Regions from separate parts of the Mus musculus genome. Here region 1 is linked to region 2. Evidence: chromatin contacts called from public HiChIP or PLAC-seq data. All regions are on one chromosome and are shown on one strand. Each heading gives the region's core, a stretch centred on a gene start, on an enhancer-like site or on the middle of the called end of the contact. The rest is flanking DNA. Distances are from core to core; before and after follow the strand shown.

Evidence for each region. HiChIP or PLAC-seq counts read pairs in DNA pulled down with a chosen protein or histone mark.
Region 1: an H3K4me3 HiChIP or PLAC-seq map of the 230-238 cell line shows a contact between it and region 2, with 10 read pairs. The contact joins two enhancer-like sites. A contact is called at or near these places in 14 of 39 promoter capture datasets (the 3T3-L1 cell line, 3T3-L1-derived adipocytes, the HPC-7 cell line and 9 more), 2 of 15 datasets of contacts at CTCF or cohesin (large pre-B cells and pro-B cells), 16 of 484 Hi-C or Micro-C datasets (B cells, DN3 thymocytes, the G1E-ER4 cell line and 12 more), 15 of 115 datasets of contacts at active chromatin or transcription factors (the 230-238 cell line, CD8 T cells, astrocytes and 12 more) and 2 of 9 other capture datasets (embryonic tail and liver).

What each region holds. Positions count from the first base shown.
Region 1 is chr13:111,998,733-112,006,368 of GRCm38.p6, reverse strand. All of the region lies in intron 1 of Gm15322 (a long non-coding RNA gene), which reads right to left. It overlaps Gm15323 (a long non-coding RNA gene), which reads right to left and starts at 5,360. Exons shown (of 3, transcript XR_382920.1): 1 at 5,276-5,360. Within about 2 kb of position 2,043, at least 32 of the 459 cell types and tissues checked have an H3K27ac peak or open chromatin away from gene starts, as enhancers often do. A contact at or near this core is called in the 230-238 cell line and pro-B cells, where this site is marked.
Region 2 is chr13:111,825,623-111,833,269 of GRCm38.p6, reverse strand. All of the region lies in intron 1 of Gm41060 (a long non-coding RNA gene), which reads right to left. Among named protein-coding and RNA genes, the nearest start is that of Gm41060, 9.6 kb to the right of the region's middle. Within about 2 kb of position 3,474, at least 14 of the 459 cell types and tissues checked have an H3K27ac peak or open chromatin away from gene starts, as enhancers often do. A contact at or near this core is called in the 230-238 cell line and pro-B cells, where this site is marked.

The sequences.
Region 1 (7,636 bases), core at 794-3,293, 170 kb before region 2:
TTTAAGAGTTATCAAAGAGTAGAAATGGGAATACTTTCCACGTATATCCCACAACTTCAGAGTGGCCGCAAACGTCTTACAAGCCTGCATTGCACGCTGCCATGCCTAAATGGAACTCACATACGTACACAGATATTTACATTTTCAGAGAACATCTCTAGAGAGAGACTCAAGACACTGACACCAGCTATCCCCAGGGATGTGAGTTAGATAGTGTATAGGCAAGCCTAAAAGCCTTTTGAATTCTGACTATAAACGTATTTTTAGAAATTGTTGACATTTAAAAGTGCTTTAACTAATAGGGAAAGAAAAGTACATTGAAATGGGAATGTAAACAAGAAAATTTGCTCCACCCAGACAGGTAAGGCTGAGTTAACAAAATACAAAGTCACTATGGAATAAAAGTCACAGACGCAACCTCATTTCTCGGAAACAAACCATTTGCTCAAGAAGAACGAAGTGTGGGAAACTGTAATCAGGATTACATTTTTCTGCAGGTTCTCATTCGAGTCATAAAGGGGGCGGAAGACTTCCTTCACTAATGTTCTTAATACTGAAACTACAAGAGCAAAATAAAATCAGTGGGTCTGTGATGCAGGTCTTCCCTAGTTACAAAAGCGAAACGTTACCAGTGTTAGCCTCAGCAAATGACTCGCCTTTAGAGCCTTTAGGAGATGGGAAGGAAATGAAAGAGTCCCGAGCCCTGGATCACTGGACCATCTGCTGCAGCTTCACACTCACCTAATCTTCTGCATCAGATGCAGCCAGCTGTGCACCAAGGATATAATTTCCCAAGCGTTTTTCTCCAGTTACTATTGGGGCTTCAAGATCCGTGAAGCTCTTGCTTAGGCAACCAGAGCTGTAGCTTCCCTGTCATGTCTAGAAGCTGTTATCTAGTGGCAGATAATCTGCCTGCTGACTCTTACAATTGCTCCGTCCCCTCTTCCGCAATGTACAGTTCCACCTTAGGTACAGAGGTTGCATAGTAAATGTAGCAACTAGAGCAGGTACCCCGTGGTAGCTTATTCCCCGTATTTGGACCAGTTGTAGATCTCCATAATAGTTTCCATCTCTTGCAAAGGAGAAGCTTATTTGATGAGGCCTGGGAGCTATACTTGCGTGTGTATACCAGCAGATGTACTTAAAACAGTTAGGAATTGTGGTAGTTTGAATGAACATAGTCCCCATAGGCTCATAGACAGTAGCACTTTTGGGAGGTGAGGCCTTGTGGGAGTAGATGTGGTCTTGTTGGAGGCAGTGTGTCATTGAAGGTGAGCGTTGAGATCTGAGATGCTCAAGCCCAGCGTGTCTCATTTTCTTCCTGCTGCCTACAGATCCAGATGTGGAACTCCGGCACCATGTCTGTCTGCATACCACCATGCTGCCTGCCATGAAGATAATGGACTAAACTTGTGATCTACAAGCCAGCTCCAATGAAATGTTTTCCTTATAAGAGTTGTCATGGACACAGCAATAGAAACCCCAACTAAGAAATAATGTTGGTTTTCAAAAAATAGGGGTAGCAGGTTCTCCTCTGGGGCCAGTGACCTCTCTAGCTATGCATATTTGGCTAAGCTGACTGTACCACGTGTGAGTTCCATCCTGTTAAGCAGGCCTAAGCCCAGTGAGAGAGCTGTTGGTTACCCCTGAGCAACGAGTGCCACCATTGCACTATTGGGGTTCTCCTTGGGCTGGTCATTGCTGGTCTTCCCTGGTAGCTTGCATAGCACCCTTGGACACTATGGGAGCTAGTTCTCAGGGAGAAGGCTTTCAGATTGGTTCCATCTTGATCACTCCAAGCCTGGGGTCTGAACATGCAGTGTCTTCAACCATGGGTCTTACCTTCAGGTTCTAGGAGGCACCAAAGATGACGACAACAACAACAACAGTCTATACTGTTTGGATGTCTCTGACCAACAACTGGAAGTGAAGCTTACCATGTTTAGCACTGGGTTTTTGTTAACTGGTCTATGACTCTGAAGGGGAAGCATTATCATCCTGTGTCGTATAAAACACCCTCCCCCACACACCTCTTCAACATCAAGGAACTGAAACTTTTAGATGGGGAGCCATTGTCGGGTTTGAGTGACAGTCAGAGGAATCAGACCATGTCTGTCTAAGCCCCAGTCTTCCCTTGTACTATATTCATTAGAGACAACCTATGCCTAGAGCTGCTTGAAGACACAGGTTTCCTTCAAAGAGGGAGACAAGATAGAAGATGACCTCTGAACATCAGAGTTCAGTGGGTGTGGTCAAAAGAACTTCGAGGGGTAGAGAGTTTTTACTGCATACAATGGCCCAAGCAACTTGCTCTTTCTCGTCTCTCATCTCCAAATCTCTGAGTCTTCATGTAATGTGTCAGGCCAGGGAGCCCAGAGGGTCCCTGCCCTGCAGCATCTCCACCAGGACACCTATTAGGCATGCAAGCTGCATGCCATCTGATATCCTCTCACTATTTGTTCCCGATTTCTTCTCTGGGTCAGGGAGAGAGCTCTAAAACTGGACCAAGATCTTTGGTGACTGTTTTGGTTTTTTGTGTTGTTGTTGTTTTGTTTTTAAGCCTTTCTTCCTGGTTGTTCAGTTCTGTCGGAAAAAGCAAAAGGAGCTCTTTCGGAGTTGAGCTTGCTGAGGGTGGCCAGGGTTTGGCCATCTCTGCAAAGCTCGTTGTGTGTTTGCAAAGGTCATTCTCTGTACATGAAAATCCCAGCAGAGCATGCCAGAGCAGGAAGGCCACCAGCTTGCCAAGCATCCAATGTCCCAGTCACCTGCTCTTCCTGCCCTAGGAAGGATGTTGAACAATCTCTGGGGTAAAGACATCAGATGGAATTCGTTTCTTTCCCTGCTCTTAAATCAGCTTCGGACATGGGGGTCTCAGAGCCCCCGCTGACTCCTCCTTTAAGGGCCAGCAGCTGCCGTGTGTGTTGTACGAAGCGAGATCAGCAATATGACATTTGTGGCCATCGCAGAGTACAGGTCATTGTGCTCTGGATGGGATTTCTGAGATGTCATCCTTGGGGAATACCCTTCCTGAGTAATACAAAAAAAAAAAAAAAAAAACAAGCTCTGTGGGCAGAGGTCCTGAGTGGGGTGGAAGTGCACAGTGAGGTGGGGTGGGGGATGTGGCATATAGTGAGCGAGTCACGAGTCACTGACTCTTTAGGAAAGTGACTCTGCTGACAGGAGAATTAGGGCGGGATGATTTTGGCACGCCCTGTGTTGTGTTAGCTGTGCAAACCTTTTCTTTCCTTTGAGCAGTCTCTTTCTAATTGGGTGGGAGCGTCTCTTCTCATTGCACAGAGACCCTGGTCCTGTCAGGTGTTCTGGAGGGTGTGGGAGGGATCCACATGCGGCCTGTGTGGCCAGCCGACTCGCAAGGGGTTCTCTAAGGAGATTTCACACTGCAGCTTTCTGGCTGCTGGCAGCCTCTCCATGTTTCCCCCAATGCATAGTTTTCTCACATTCGTCAAAAGCAACTCTTATCTCTACAGTGTGTTTTAAAGAAAAATGCAGAGTGTCACCGGGGACAACTACCATCTGGCAGGAAGCTGCCAGGCCACGTGAGTGTGTCATGACTGAAAGTGCTTCCCTTCCCAGGGCGCCTCTCTCTTGCCGCTCAGTGGGCAGCTAGGAACACCAGACCCACAGATAATAATGATTCCAATTACTTCCTGTCCGTTTCCCATCTCAAGAGCGGCTGTTTCTACCACACACCCTGCCTCTGTCACCCACACTCAATAAATATAAACACAGCCCTCAGGAAGGGCAAGATGTTAATAACAGGCTCCCTCAAAAAAAAGCCTCCAGAGTCCCCCATACCAACCCTTGTATCCAAGTCAATGCCCCAAGAGAGTTCTACCATGTCCACTGGATAGGACTAGTGCTGCAGGGGTGTGGCTGTCTAGAAACACCACAGAAAAGGCTCCTGCCAGAAACAGACCAAAAGTGCTCAAAGAGACAGCCAGGTGTAAAGATGACCAAATATATGAAAATATACCCTTAATGCATATTTAAGTATATGTGCATACATCTTTTCTCCCATTCTGGTGAGTCAGTCACGTATGCAACTTACATCTGCTAAGTGCTCACTGTTATATAGGACAAGAAATTTTAGACACTGCGGCTTCAAGAAGAAACCGAATTCCCTGGCTTCTGAGGCTGATATTTTGATATCATTGTGTATGTCCGTGTGTGTGTGTGTGTGTGTGTGTGTGTGTGTGTATCATCATCATGTAAGACATGAAGAAACAATTAAGCAGGGTGCTAGAAAATGGTGGAGATTGGGAATGGGAATGGCATTTTTCACATCCAGTCAGGAAAATCCTCACAAATGGGACCGACAGCTGAGGAGACTGAAGAACAAAAGGAAAAGACACAGAGGAAAAACAACCCAGGCAGAGAAATAGGCTAGGCGCATGCAAGGTCCCGGGGTGGGGCTTGCTGCATCTGTGATGTCTTGGTTGCAGTAGCAGTGAGAAAAAGGCATGTAAGAAAGTCGTGGGGGTGGAGACTGAGTTCTGAACCTGTGTCTGCCAGAGGCAGGGCTCTTGCCCAGGGAGAGCCTAGGTGTATACGCTTAGCAGAGTTGCTAGGTAAAGACAAGCACCAAGACCCCTGAGATAGTCACTGTTGGCAGCCCGCTTCTCATCCAGGCTGAGGAGGGAGTTGTGAGTCTCAGTTCTGGCCCAGCAACAGTGGACTTTGAGATGTAGCTACCAGAGGCAGGAAGGTTGAGCCAAGCCAGGCGACAGACCCTGGAGGTCCGTCCAAGCTGGGCTCCGCTTAGCTGAGCCAACAGGGACGGCAACCCCTGGGGCACTGCCACAGATCTTGTCATCAAAGCCCCTGGAATTCAGAGTTTCCACGCATCCATGTGTCCACACATTGAAACTTTCAGCTTGTATCCTGGGAGGAGCGCGAGGTCATCAACTCTGGCTTGCCAGGGCTGTTTGGAGGAAACCGGCCTGCGTTCAACTCTTGTGCACCTGCACTGGGTGCGGCTATTTCTCTGCTGGTTGCCACGGAAACAGAAACAACAGCTGCTACAGAAAGCCCCTTCACACCACAGCCCTACAGCCAACGGCAGCATCTTTGTCTCTTCCCGTTTCCATCCTCCCGAAACTCAGAGCCTAACTGGTCTCTCACTGAGTAGAAAGGGCTCTCAGAGCCTGGCCAGCTTAGCTTTACCACAAACAGCCTAAGCAGGCAGCTCACGGTGTGGTCACAAGTGACCTCAGAGATGACAACCAAACATCCAGGGTGTGAATACTGTCCTTACCATTTCTATCGTTTCTATCAAATGAGTATCCTGAGGATATTGGTTTCTCATTCCACGTGGCAAAGGCCCAATGTCCGGAAGGCAGTTAATTGGTTGTGGTAATTTATGACAACTGATTGTTTTGCCGGCAACTGGGAAATGCATGCCTTGCTTTGTTAACTCACAAATGGATATCGGTGACCTCAGAGGCTTTTACTCTGAGGTAAAGCAAAGAAAGCAAAAACAAGCAACAGCCACCACCACCACCACCACCACCACAACATTGCTAGCTTATAGTTCCTCTTTAAAAATACAACAGGAAGACCTGAGGCCCTAGGTATAGACTGCCTTCCTTCCCTCCATTCTGTTAGGACCTTTGAGTTGGGGGTGGGGGGTGGGGGGTTGGGAGATCCTCAGAAAGGGAGAAGGGTGAAACTGTGGTGTCTCTTTTGTTCTCTCTGCAAATCTGCAAGTTAAATACAGCATTTCCCACGTGTTCTTAATGAGAAAATTAAACCCCAGAGGGGTTAAGTGCCACGTCTGGAGTCTCTCAGGAAACTGGACTCGAGTGGGAGCCCAAATGTTCTAGTCCATACGACCCAGCTTAACTGCAGCTTCCCTACAGGGCTCTGTGCATGACCTTAGAGGTACTCTGTTAATCCACTAGGCGGTCCCGACCCATACCATAATCAGGATAGCTAATAGCAGACTTATTTTCTCCAGATTCTGGAAGCAGGAGATCCCAGATTAAAGACTGGGCAAGGCTGGCTTCTAAGGCCCCTGTCCTTGGTCTGTTAATGAGGTTTCCTTCATCCTTTGTAGTCACATGGTTTTGCTGTGTCTGTGGCATAACTTTTTTTTTTTTTTTTTGAGACTGTCTCATGTATTCTTGGTTGACCTCAAATCCAGTAGTAGACAAGGAGGACCTTGAACTTGTGATTCCCCCGCCTCCACCTCCAGAGTACCGGGATTACAGGCATACACCACCACACCCGCTTTATGCTGTTCTGAGGATCAAAACCATGGCTTTGTGCATGCTAGACAAACACTCTACCAACCGAGACACATCCTTGTCTGAAAAGAACTCTACTTTCATTAGATTAGAGGCTGCCCTAAGACCCCACCCAATGCTAATTACCTCTTTAAAGGTCCTTTGTCCAAATCTAGTCATACTCAGAGGTTTTGAGTCATTAATCATGCATTTTGAGGAAGAGCGACTCGGTTCAGTACCTAATAGTCACTGTGTCCTGTCAATTTGGTCTCCTAGCAATAAAAATATGAGGTTCAGGTGTCACTGTTTCCAGACATGTTCAGAAAGTACCTGCTTTGCACAAACACACCAACCATCCCTGTGCCTGAGGTGTGTGTGTGTGTGTGTGTGAGACTCTTTTTCCAAGCAAACACAACAGCAGTTCTCAACTCCTTTGGGGTTCACATACCAGATATTCTATATATCATATTAAAATTCGTAAGAGTTGCCAGATTACAGTTACAAGGTAGCAACGAAATAATTTTATAGTTGGGGGGGTGTCACTACAACACGAGGGTATTAAAGGGTCACAGTATTAGGAAGACTGAGACCCACCGGTTGACAGTGAGGTGGGAGACTTGAGCGTGCGTGTTGACTGTGCAGAGCCCATGTATTCTGGGTCCCCCGTTGATGATGGCACACAGGTTGTTAGAGGTGTAGGCGGTAAAGCTCACTTCTTTTTGGCATGATCAAGGAAAACTTCTCGGAGGGACATTAAAGCTTAGCCTTCACAGTCGCGTGGGATTGAGTTGACATTTCAAAAGGTTTTGCTTTATAAAGCATCTGTTTGGGGGGAGTCTTTCCACTTAGTAGAAAGATTGCCTAACATGCATGAGGCCCTAGGTTCAATCCCTAATACCATTTAAACGGGGCATGGTGGTGTTGGCCTAAAATACCTGGAATCAGGAAGTAGAAACAGGAGAGCTAGAAATTCAAGGTTGTCCTCAGCTGCACAGTGAGTCTGAGGCCAATCTGGTTAAATGAGACCTTCTCTGGGAGGGCTGGAGAGAGCAAAAGCTCAACACCCAAACATTCAATCATGACTTAGATTTGTATTTTTTACCTCGGTTTTGATTTTTTTTATATATACAAAAGGGGGAATAAAATTTCCAACATCATTTTCTGATGCTTTTTCTTTGGGGGGTGAGGTGGAGGGACTCCAAAGAGACAGAAAAGAAGAAAAGGGACAGGGTGGTCCTGGGACACAAAATCCCAGAGCCGGGATTGCCTGAGAGTTAAGCCCACACAAGTACGAGCATCGAGCTTCACTTCGTGTGTGCAGCTCTGCCCTCACTGCCTGGTGGTCCACCTGCCATCACAGCGGGAGACAAGCCCAACAGTGCTTGGCTCTC
Region 2 (7,647 bases), core at 2,225-4,724:
TAGTCCTCTATAAGAGCTGCAAACATTTTTAACCACTGAATCTGCTCTCTAAACCCCAGAAAAAAGATACTTAAAAAACTGGGTACATGGAAGAACGTAACCAAAATCATTAAATACACAGTGACATTTGAATGTGCTTGAACTAGGACTGGACATCTCTGCTGTCAACAAGGTTACTCAGATCCCTTTTACTCCTAAGAAATCGGTCCGCTGTTAAAGCCAGCACAGGGGAGAATGGCCGTGAACAGCGTCAGGCTCCGGGTGACGATTCTGCTCATTCAGGTTCTCCAGACCCTTAAAGTTAGAGAACAAAGGAGGAGATGAAAGAAGAGAGAGAAAAGGCATGGCGTGTGGGCCCCCGTCCGTGTTTCCTCTCATGAAAGAGTAAAACACAAGGAGAACCTGTATTCACACTCTGGAGACAACTGTATTTCACTGCAAAAAAAAAAAAAAAATAATTGACAACAAAAAAGTAAGAAATATGGGTGAATAAACCAAATGAGGGTTTCCTTTGCATAGACCTGGGTTAATATGGTGTTTACACAGGGTGTAGGGTTTCTCCTCCATGATTGCTATGGTTTGTCAAGCTACCCAGGCTGCACGATGATTTAACATTTAGCCCAAACCAGTAGAGTCAGGGCGTTTCCATCCTTTTGAATGGCGTCGTTTGGTACTGAGATATGATATCCAAACCTTGAAAAATGTGTTCCAATATTCATCTCTCTTTTTCACTTATTTTTGATTTACGTGTACTGGTGTCTTGTCTGCATGTGTGTCTGTGTATCATATTCATGCAGTGTTCATGAAGGCTAGGGGAGAACCCTGGAACCCTTAGGACTGGAGTTACAGTTGTAACCTGCCACAAGGGAATCAAGCCTAGGTCCCTTGGAAGAGCCTTCAGTGCTCTTGACCTCTAAGTCAGTGTTTCTCAACCTGTGGGTTGCAACCCCATTGGGGATCAAACAACCCTTTCACAGGGGTCACCTAAAACCACCAGAAATATTGTATTTAAGTTATGATCTATTCTTAATGGCAGCAAAGGTACAGTTCTGAAGTAGTTAGGAAATTCATTTTATGGTTGGGGCCACCACAACGGGAGGGACTGTGTTAAAGGGTCACAGCATTAGGAAGCGTGAGAGCCACGGCTCTAAACCATCTCTCCAGCTCTAAGACACTCATCCTAAGGAGCAGAGAAGAAAGACAGAAGAGCGCTGCTGAGTGACCCCCTCAAATGGTCACCTGTCTCACCCAACTTCAAATACAGAATCCTGCCACTCTGGGGCTCTCGCATGATTGACCCAAGTAAGTTAAAAAGCCGATTCTGACACAGTGGGGCTAAGACTCTGCAGTTCCTCACACTCTTCTAAATACTTATTCCTCAGGACAGTCTGGAACAAGAGAGCAGCCAGTAATGAATCCAGGCCTCCATGGTCTTCTGCCTTCAGGAAAGGAATTTACCAGGAAAAGTCAGTCCTGGGAGTACAAGGATTTGCTTAGCTTATCACCAGCAATAACCCATCTATGGCTGAATATTTGACTTAACTAGCCCATGCTGCATCTCTGTTGGTTATAACTCCTTGTTGAATACAGGTAGTACTTCCACTAGTTTTCTGATAATGCTGGCATTTGACCCTTCTATCGAGCTATCACATTCTATAATTGATACCACAAAGACCAGCCAACTACCATTTGAGATGGTTATTTTTGAGATGGTTATTTTTTGGAGGGATAAAGTAAAAAATGTAACTCCTAAGTAGAACAATAGGGCTTGCCAGCGTTATGATCGAGTATCAGTTAAATGTTACCAAAACCAACGAGATTTCAGAGCTCTCCACAAGCCTTAGCAATGAACAAAGTGATAGCCTCATCAGCTTCCTCGCCAACGATTTAAGCACAAAATAAATTTCTTGAGAGGACAGGTTACAAAAGGTGCTACCATATTGGATGGATTCCATGAGTGACTTCAAAGCAGACAGGGGACTCCTGAAGGGTGTAGACGCCAGGAAGGAAGATGAAGATCAACATATTTTATATTAAATGCCGAAATGAAGCCTACCATTTGATGTGCTAGCTAAAAAGGTTAAAAGCAAACAAAGACTTGTTAGCTAAATAGGGGGACCTAACACCCCAAAAATCTACTGGTTTCTCTGTATCAGTGGTCCTCAACCTCCCTAATGCTGTGACCCTTTAACACAGTTCCTCATGTTATAGTGACCCCCAACCATAAAATTATTTTTTGTTGCTACTTCATAACTGTACTTTTGCTAACGTTATGAATCACAATGTAAATATTTTTGGCGATAGAGGTTTGTCAAAGGGGTTGTGACTCGGGTTGAGAAGTGGTGTTCTATATAAATGTTCTCAAAGTATGGTCTCGGGATAAACAGTACCACCCCTGGAATGTCTCAAAGAAACATGTTCTCAGATCTCACCCTGTATCATCTAGAGATCAAAAGCTTTAAGAAGAGCCAACAAGTCTGTTTTTCAAGAAGTCCTCAGTTGACTCTGATATATGCTAAAATGAGAAAACTACTGCCTTCTCTATAAGTCTCTAGAATCATCAGATCATTTTCCCTCAAAAATTAAGGGGCTTTTCGGGTGAAGGTTGCAAGAATTTGCATCTCTGTGTGTACAGGGGTGCAAAGGAGGGGCGAGTATGTATGTAGGTGCATCTGTGCACCTGTGTGGAGACCCAAGTTGGCATCTGATGTCTCCCTCAATTGTTTCTTCACCTTATTTTAAAAGACAAATGCTCTCACTGAACCTGGACCTCATCGACACTCCAGGCTGGTTGAACAGCAAGTCCCAGAGTTTCTCTTGCCTTTGTCCCCTGCCCCCCAGACCCCACAGGTGTGTGCTACCATGCCTGGGTTTCAGAAGCTTGTGGGGGGGGGGGAGGGGTGCAGACTGAGGTCCTCATCCTTGTGTGATAGTGACTTTGCTGGCTGAGCCATCTCCCCAGCCTCGGAATTTTTTTTAATAGGATAAAACAATGCTAACCCAGCCATGATGATGCACAACTGTAATCTCAGCACACAGAAAGTTGAGGCAGGAGGATAACCCCAAGTCCTGGGCCAGTCTGAGCTACAGAGTGAGACCCTGTCTCAAAAAGAAAGTGAAAAAGCAAAGAAGACAGGAAGGGAGGGAGAGTGGAAGGAAAGAGAAGGAAGGAAGGAAGGAAGGGAGGGAGGGAGGGAGGGAGGGAGGGAGGGAGGGAGGGAGGGAGGGAGGGAGGGAGGGAGGGAGGGAGGAAGGAAGGAAAAAAGAAAGGAAGAGGGAGAAGAAAACCTAGTTTCAAAAAATAAGAAGGAATTTCAAATTCAGAATGCCACGGGAAAAACAATTAGAGTGAGCAGGGTGGACACCAGGGTGTAAATCCCAGGGGTGGAGCTTAATCCTCTCATGGGGACCAAGAGGTGTGGTCTGTGCAAATGAGGTGTGAACTCAAGTTAGCCTGGTCTGTAAATCTAGGGCCCAAAGAAAGAGAAGAGCTAGGGAGTCTCTGGGGAGCTGCTCTTTTCTCAGCCAAGGAGCTAAATGCAAGCCACTAGCTGAGCCCCACAGGAATGTGCAATCAGGTTCACCTCAGGGGGTGGGAGGAGGGGCAAGAAATCCTGAAGCCCCTGGGCACAGCAGAGGCCAGCAAGACACTGCCATGTGGGGATGTTTGCACAACCAAGGCTGCAGTCCATTGCACCAGGGAGCTAGAAAGAAGGGGGGCCAAATTTCTGCATAATACTGGAGCCAAAAGAAAACTTCAAGCATGACACTGGAGGACGGATGGAAGCCCACGGATATTGTACCCTGGAAGAACGTTTTTACAGCTTCACTGTACCAATGTGCAGAACTACATTGAACGGGGGTGGTGGGGGGTGGGGGTGGCAAGAGCTACTTCTTCAAAGAAGATACGCGGATGGCATTGGTATATGGAAAAGTACTCGGTATCATTAGTCATTAGAAAAATAGAAACTCAGCCGGGCATGGTGGCACATGCCTTTAATCCCAGTACTCAGGAGGCAGAGGCAGGTGGATTTCTGAGTTTGAGGCCAGCCTGGTCTACAAAGTGAGTTCCAGGACAGCCAGAGCTACACAGAGAAACCCTGTCTCAAAAAAACAAAACAACAACAACAACAACAAAAACCTCATATCACAATTTAAAAAAATCTCACACTCATGAAGAGAGTAATCAAAATGACTAACAGTCATGTTGGGCAGCATTTGAAACTCTCACACATTGCCTTTGTGGATGTAAAATGCTGGGGCCATTTTGGAAATTCTATTGGCAGAGTTTAGAAACATTAACCACAGAGTCGGTGTGTGACCCAGCAATTTCTCCTCTAAGTACACACCTGCAAGAAGTTGCAACGCCTCTTCACAGGAAAACTTACCATAGATGCTCACAGCAGTGTTAAATGTAATAACCCAGAGGCGAAAGAACTCTGATTGTTATCCATCAACTGATAAAAATGCAGATACACACACACACACACACACACACACACATCTATTCACATACACACATACACAAACATACACAAATACACACACACACATACATCTATGGACACACACATACACACATAAACACACACATACATCTATTCACATACACACATACACAAACATACACAAATACACACACACACATACATCTATGGACACACACATACACACATAAACACACACATACATCTATTCACATACACACATATACAAACATACACAAATACACACACACACACACAGAGGCTGAGGCAGACAGACAGAGACACGGACACAAAGAGACAGAGGCAATTTGATAGAACTCAGAAGGCTGAAGCATAACGATTGCAGCTGTGAGAGCAACTTGGGTTACTAAGGACAGCCTGGGTAGGTTACATAGAAGACTCTGCCGCCCCCACAAAAGGAAAGGAAAAAACAAGAAAAATTATGTTTAAGTAAAGTCACCAGCTAAATGTATATCTCATTAAGTAAATATGAGGGGATTGTTCTTTAAAAACTAGGAAAAAATATTTTTTTAAAAACCTGTCTTGGCTGTCATTATGATATACCTATAAAGTTTGCCAGGTATGGTGGCTTATGTCAAAGGGGACAAAGGATCAGGAGTTGAAGGCCAGCTTCAGCTACATAAGACCCTACCTCAAAAATAAAAATCTATAAAATTGTAAGGAAACTGAAGGCACTTAAAAATTACACAAACTAAACTTTTAGTTGCTCAGAAAGTAGGATGAACATTGTGATGGTTTTCTGTGATTGGTTTTGTTTCTCTTCTCTTCTCTTCTCTTCTCTTCTCTTCTCTTCTCTTCTCTTCTCTTCTCTTCTCTTCTCTTCTCTTCTCTTCTCTTCTCTTCTCTTCTCTTCTCTTCCCTTCCCTTCCCTTCCCTTCCCTTCCCTTCCCTTCCCTTCCCTTCCCTTCCCTTCCCTTCCCTTCCCTTCCCTTTCTTTTCTTTTCTTTTTTGTTTTATCAACTTGACACAAGCTAGGGTCATCTGGGAAGAGGGAATCTCAATTGAGGCAATGCTTCCATAAAAGTCTGGTTAATAATTGATGTGGAAGGACTCAGTCCACTGTGGGCGGTGCTGCTCCTAGGCAGGCACTCCTGGAGAGTGTAAAAAAAGCAGACTAGCAAGTCCTGAGAGCAAGCCAGTAAGGAGGGCTCCTGTCTGGTCTCTACTCAGTTCCTTCCGGTGCTCCAGCTCGAGTTTCAGCCCTCAGAGATGGACCATGATCAGGGTATGTTCAGCTTTCCACAGGTTCTGGGAACTCAAACTCATGTCCTCACACAGACGTGCCAAGCACTTTACCCTCTGAGCCCTCTCCCCAGACCATGCTTTTACATTTATGACCAGCAATTTTTTGTCTATCACAAACATTTCTTATTACCTGTTTTATTGGTGTATATTTGTTGTGACCATTTTAGGCTCCATAAAGCCATTTTTATACAAGTGTATAACATGAAGTAAGCCCCTTTGCCACAATACTCTACTCTCCCTTTTCTGTTGCCTCCCTTGCTTGCCAGTGCCTTGTTTCTCTAAGCAGCTTCACTTATTCTGTGTGTTTTATGGTTGTATTTATCTGTATACAATCTAAGATCCAAAAATGAGAAAAAACAATATTGCTCTTTCTTAGTTTGACTTAATTCACTTGAAATGGTGTTTGTCTGCAAAAACATATGATTTCTTTCCTTTTTATGGATGAATAAAACCAGATTGCATGACTATGGCACATATTCCATATACATCCCTCTGCTGTTTTTTGTTCACTATATATGTATTATAGTAGGTATAGAGTTCTGCTCACTTACATTTCCTTAGTGACGTATTTCTTAAGCTGTGGGCTGTGACCTTTTCGTGGGTCAAATGATGCTTTCACAGGGGTCACCCAAGACCATCGGAAAACACACATATTTACATTATGATTCATAACAGCAGCAAGATTGCAGTTATGAAGTAGCAATGACACTTTTGTGGTTGGGGGATCACCACAATGTGAGGAACTATATTAAAGGGTAGCAGTGTTAGGAAGGCTGAGAACCACCACGTTAATGGTTAGTGATGATGTGAGTCACCTTTTCGTGCGATCATCGGCCACAGGTATATCGTCTTTGGAGAAATGTCCATTTTAATCCTTTGCTCATTTTTAAGTTGAGCTTCTGTTTCTCTATTATTAGACTATACGAACGCTCTGTGCTCTACATACAAGTTCTTTATTGGGGTTTCTTTTCTTTCCAGATGGCATCCTTGGAAACACAGGCTTTTAGATTTATAGTGCAGTCCAGCTTACTATTTTTTTCCTTTATTGCCGGTGTTTTTTGGTGTCATATCTAAGAAATCATCACCACATCTAATCAAGTTGTAGCCCTGCTGTGTCTTCTTCTGGGGGTTGTTTGTTTTTTCTCTTATGCTTAGGTCTTTGATCCACTGGAGTCAATTTCTGTCGCTGCAGCCAGAGGTCTGGCTTCATTTTTTTTTTTTTTTTTTTTTTGCATGTTACTATCCAGTTATTCTAGAATCGTTTATAAAAAAATAATGTCTCTCTCCATTTAATTTTCTAAAGGATCCTTGTTAAAAGTGACTTAATTCTAATGTGAAGCTTGGTTTCTAGAGTCTCTGTCCCTTCCACAGATCTATTTGCTGTATTTATATACCACACTGTCTTGATTACTGTCACTCAGGAGTTGGATTTGATATCAAGAAGTGTGAGTCTTCCAACTTTCTTTTTCATGACTGTTTGATGCATATGTGTGTGTCTGTGTGTGTATGTATGTGTGTGTCTGTGTGTGTGTATGTATGTGTGTGTATGTGTGTGTGTCTGTGTGTGTGTGTCTGTGTGTGTATGTATGTGTGTGTGTGTGTGTGTATGTGTCTGTGTGTGTGTCTGTGTGTGTGTCTGTGTGTGTGTCTGTGTGTATGTCTGTGTCTGTGTGTATGTGTGTATATGTATGTATGTTTATGTGTGTCTGTGTGTGTGTGTGTATGTATGTGTGTGTATGTATGTGTGTGTGTATGTGTGTGTGTGTGTGTATGTGTGTGTGTTCTTTCTAACCTATTTCATTTTATAGGTATCCTTTTTACAGTTGACTCCACAAGCAAAGCCCTTCATTTTGGTTCTCCATGAGCGGTGTCTTTTCTTCCTTTTGGAGATGCC